2 separate regions of the Bicyclus anynana genome follow, and region 1 is linked to region 2. A link is a contact called in public Hi-C data. All regions are on one chromosome and are shown on one strand. Each heading gives the region's core, a stretch centred on a gene start, on an enhancer-like site or on the middle of the called end of the contact. The rest is flanking DNA. Distances are from core to core; before and after follow the strand shown. Region 1 overlaps LOC112058583 (protein winged eye). Region 2 holds the start of LOC112058583 (protein winged eye).

Evidence for each region. A called contact is a pair of places that touch in the nucleus more often than the background predicts.
Region 1: a Hi-C map of whole body shows a contact between it and region 2, with 3 times the contacts expected there. The contact joins the enhancer-like site here to the promoter of LOC112058583 in region 2. A contact is called at or near these places in 2 of 2 Hi-C or Micro-C datasets (whole body and whole larva).

What each region holds. Positions count from the first base shown.
Region 1 is chr11:16,844,435-16,847,134 of ilBicAnyn1.1, reverse strand. LOC112058583 (protein winged eye) reads right to left here. Exons shown (of 14, transcript XM_052884509.1): 8 at 1,962-2,072. Among protein-coding and RNA genes, the nearest start is that of LOC112058582, 33 kb to the left of the region's middle. Within about 2 kb of position 1,419, at least 8 of the 8 cell types and tissues checked have open chromatin away from gene starts, as enhancers often do.
Region 2 is chr11:16,745,797-16,748,496 of ilBicAnyn1.1, reverse strand. LOC112058583 (protein winged eye) reads right to left here and starts at 1,448. Exons shown (of 14, transcript XM_052884509.1): 1 at 735-1,448.

The DNA.
Region 1 (2,700 bases), core at 170-2,669, 99 kb before region 2:
TTAAAGGTTTTCTTAAGATTTGGGGCAAGCTAAATATATTTTCCCGTGGTACACGAAAGATTGATAAATCGGTGGAATGTAAACGCGATTTTATAAATACCCTCAGCAGGTACTCATCTCCATATTTCCATCATTTTTCTCGTCACGATAGTGATGAATAGAGGCTAAATTTTGATTAAATTCCAAGGGTAATAATAACTTTATAAAGGGAAGATGACATTCAACACATTTTTATTTTATTCAATTTTATGTATGTACCTACATAATTCCTATTTTTCTTAGCAACATTATATTTTTCTAATTTTACTTTAACATCAACTTTACTACAACTCACAACAGATCTTAGGTGCAATGGTACAGCAATTGTATCTGGAGGCTTTCCATTTGGCAATTAATGAAATCCATACCTAACTCAAATCCGGATTAAATGTTGAAAGCGCCCCAGGCGATCATCTCGTCGGCTCCCTTTTAACGATCAAATATTTTAAGTTACAACTAATTCTAGGAACAGTAAACATTGATATTGAATATTCATGATTGCATAAATTACTTCAAGTTGGATATCGCATTTATTTTCTTCGCCAACACTATTAAAATTTTAATTTTTTTCTCAAGTTTTGTCTGCTTCCGCCATGAATTTTGCACGATTTTACTCAGGTAGTAAGATCGTGCAAAATTCATGGCGGAAAATATTAACTAAAAATATTAACGAAAATATTAACTAAAATCGCTTGAAGCAGCACATGGTTTGAATAATAAATATAAATATGTAGTTTATAGAACTCAAATGTGCGTTAAGAGTGGTAGATATAGAGTAGGTGTTGTAGGGTTAGGGTAGATGTAGGGTAGGAGTAGGGTAGGGTAGATGTAGGGTGAGAGTAGGGTAGGGTAGGGGTAGGAAAGAAGTGCACATAAGCTGAAGCGAAGCTTGACTGGGCCCGCTAGTTGAATATTCGAAACACTTAAAGCAAAAAGTATTTGACGGTAGGACGATAGACTCAGATAGGACAATCTACTATCAAGCAGGATGTATGTAAGTAAACGTAACTCAATAAATTTCGCAAAAACGCAAAAAGCTTGTCAACTTTTCAATTGATCGAATCATAAAGTAACGCGTTCCCACAATGTACCCATTATATTCTAACCACGTATTCCATAACAGCCTAATAAGCGACAAAAACTTAACGAGGCGTTATTGAATTGCTCGAACATAGAAAACGACGATTTATGCAAAAAATAAAACACAAAAACCAAAGTCATTGTACACGAAATAACCGCAGGCGTGGGCACTCGGCTAGTTCATTACGAAACGAAAATAAAACGATTCGATGAAAGAAACCGGTGGCCGTAATAAACGGGATCGAGTGTCGGCCCAAAAAGAGAATTTGGACCTTTTAAAAAAACAAATTAGACCCAAAGTGGTGGGAGGCTGTTAGCTGATTACATCATTTCAACGACCGGTCGCATCGTGAGCGCCTATATCGATACTTGCGCCCGAATGTGCGCGCAGCTCAAGTTATTTTGGGTTACGACACTTTTCACCGACGCCGTGCTCGCGACCAATATAAATTGGGACGCTATAATTATTATTTTCCTTAATATAGGTAGTTCGCAATAAAATTTTAACGTATGCAAATCACCTACGATTTTAAAAAATAACGTTACAAAAAAATAACCGTTACAAAGAAATACGTTAAATAATCGTAACATTCCAAATTAATATTACCGGTACTAGCAACTAGCTCAACTAGATAGTGTGTGTGTATAAAAGTGGGTTAATAAAAAAAACACAAGTAAAAAGGCCCAACGGACAAACTCAGTTGCAATGCCGCTACCAAAGCGGCATGACACCGCAGGAGGTATTTCACTAGAGCGGAGCGCTGGCAACGCTAAAACGCCGCTCTCGCAATGCAGTTGGCGCGCAGTTACCAGGCTCGCATGAATTCGTAGGAGGTACTCACCGGGGTACTGCCAGAGAGGCGGCGCGGGAGCGGGCGCGGGGGTCGGCCACGCCAGCGGGGCGGGGCGGTCGTCGCAGAGCACGTTGGCCACGCCCACCGTCATGGCCGTCTCTGCAATCACAACAATGAGGTTTTATATCTGCATTGGGCCGCGTACTCGCAGTCAGCCGCTCATTAAAAATATATAACACTTTATTTTGTGCGGAAAATAATATGGCGAGAGCGTTTCAGTTGAATAGTGCACGCACTGTACACGACTGTACAGTTGTAGACGCTTGTACAGTTGCTGTTGCTACTGCGTCTATACGATTACTGCGAGTTTTTATTAATTTACTTAATGTCTAACTTTAATATTTTTAACGATTTTATTAGTCTACATTGCAAGGTCTCATATACAAAAGGGCAAAAGGGATAGTTCTTAATTACATCTTTTGTCTATCGTAATTTCAGACTAACAACACGCCGGTGTTTATCTAAATGTATGATTGTTTCTTCATATTTGGTCATATTCAGAAGATCAACAAGAAACAATTATAAGGGTCAATCACTATATGACCAACGAATTATTGCATGTATAGGTCCTACTGTTAAGATGTGGATATAATCGGCTTAGGTTGAACTGATTGATACGTTAAAGCCCTCTGGCAAAGGGCTGCCATGAAGCGACGAAGTGATGACTGGCAAATGGCACAAGTTTCTTCATACATACTATACCGAAGATATTAAAAAAACAGTGGAT
Region 2 (2,700 bases), core at 199-2,698:
CTTCCGCTTGTTTAAAGCATGGCTTAAGTCTCAGCCTTCATCAAACGAAGTGTCTATCGCAAGCTCTTGTTCTACTTAATGTATACGCAGCGTTTTTTACATTTTCAAGATTTAATTAATGAAACAATGCATACGATAGGTAGGTATATATTGTCTTTTATAAGTCCGCGTTGTTTTATAGATCCACCTGTATCTGTTTTCACAAATATCTGATATACCGATAAGCACGGTAGAAAACTAAGGTTAGACGGGATTGAAAGTCTGGAGCTGAACTTTTAAAATGTGTGTACCTACATACCTACCTTCTTAAATATAATTTCTGAAGAATGAACCGACAAAATCAACCTGATTAATTCATGGTAATTAATTAATTTTTGAAAGGTTTAGAGTAACATAACAATAAATAAGCTAACACACATGCGGTTAGATTTCAGGAAGTCCTCTTCTCAAAAATAGAGGTCGGTTATTTTCTAGTTGAGGTCGGTTAAATTCTACTTTTTTTTGACAAAGGCAAAGATCGAAATATTTTCAGCCTAGTCAATCGTAAACCTCACCAAGAGTTTAGGAATACCCAGTAAAACTACCTACAACGAAGTTTAGTTTTCACCGGGCGCTACGACGGTGAACGCGTTACGTTAGGCCTACTGTCGGAACCAAAAATGCATGGCGTAAGTTGCATTGATGTTTTTATTACATATTGCCTAAAAATATTATGTATTAAACTCTACCTTTACCTTATCAACAGGATTAAATCCACATCCACGTATAGAATCCAAATATAATGGCACAGTATTAAACAACTTTTTTGTCAAACACTACACTATTTTTATCACTTATTTTCTTGTTATGCACTGTTTAGTGACAGGATAAAAGGATTCACTGGATTTTATATCAAGTAGGTAATCACCACACTACACTTGGCAATCGAAACTTTTTGAAAAAAGAACTAATGTATTATATAAACTGCAACAAAATGGGTCTGTACCTTCCAAAATTCGTTTATATGGCAATTTCACACATCCCTAATCGCAAAAAAATTAACTTGAATGAAAAAAATCAACCGAACAGTTGCGTTCTAGCGTGTTCCTTTCGCATCCTCAAAACAGCTGTTCGGGAGTAGTGACGTTGAAAATCGATAACCGAATCGTAAACCACCGCGACTCCTCGCACAGCTTCTATTTTACACACGATTAATTTATAGATTGTCGTAATTTATAACTTACGTATACTCATTGAAATCGTTTTTGTTTATTACTACTATAGTTATTCTTAACTAAAAATTATAATGAGAGAGTGAGAATTGTCTTCTCTAACGAAAATTAAAAAAAAAGAGTTTGTCTTTGAGTCACTTATTTTTTTTTAAGTTTGTAAGATGGTTGATTTTTTCTGAGCCACATGATTAGGCTGCACGCACGCGGTCGCGTTTGGTCGCGGACTGACGGCGGCGGGGCCGCGGGGCGCGGGCGGGGCGGGAGGCGGAGGGCGGGACCGACGCGGGAATGCTATTGTAGGCGAACTTGCCCGCCACTTTTTTTTCTCTCTCGATTCTGGTCAAACAAGTTTTGTATACAACCTGCATTGTAAGGATTCCGCCATTCTTCCACCGAGGCAACGGTCTATCTTACGAGGCATAAGGTTTCGCCTTTGCCGAGGCTTTTCCTAAGAAACCGTAAATAGACACGACCCTTTTGACTCAGAGGTTACTAGCATCGCAAGTTTGTAGTCTATGGAACGATTCTCGATTATGACAGATGTAGACTGAGATCCTGCAATAGCCAGATATACCTACCTACTCAACTAATTACTTAGCTGTACCTGTGTAGTAGCCAATTATGAAGATTGGACCGTGGAGGTAGCAGGTTTCAAGACACCAGATCGAAAATTGTCCAAATAGGTACAAACTGTTGTAGCAAACTTTTTTTGATTAAGTAATTATTTCATTATTAAAGTAGAATTATCAAGATTTTTTTTTAATATAGGTACCTAAGTTGCGCGGTAAGGGTAGGCCTGGGCCAAAGATGGGCATTCCATTTACTACTAAAGTCCCCACATATCAAGTCCTACATTTAACTCCTAAAGTCACCACGGTGACACAGAAAACATATGTACAAGACGGTGACACGTTCCAAACTCCAGACTTGCCTTCTTACTGACACCGCCAGGCCTTCCTACTACGGGCTGACAAACTTTCAAAGCTTGTATAAAGCCGTAGACTCTCAAACCTCAACGTATACTAAATATATCCTAGGTATGGTGAGTTTCGTCAGATACACGATCCTACGACTTACATTGCAACTTCAGTGGTATTAGGATATCAAAGCCACATCTTTTTCCGAACATCCGAGTAAGAGAAGAACTAATTGACGTCGTGTTCGTATTCGGATAGGTCTGTTGACCTATTCACTATTTTGGTCTACTATTATCAACCTATAAAATAAGCATCAAATCAATTGACAAAATGTCTCATCCGTTGCTTACTAAAATAATTTGTAATATCGATTAAGTAGTTCATGTGTTAAATTGTAATAAACAATCACATGAAAAATCAAACCTTACCTCTTTAATAGACAGACGTGATAGCCCAAAGGATACAGTATGTCTCTGCCTTCGATTTGGAGGGCGTAGGTTCGAATCCGATCAGGGCATGCACCTCTAAGTTCAGTTAAATATCACGTGTCTCAAACGGTGAAGGAAAAACAT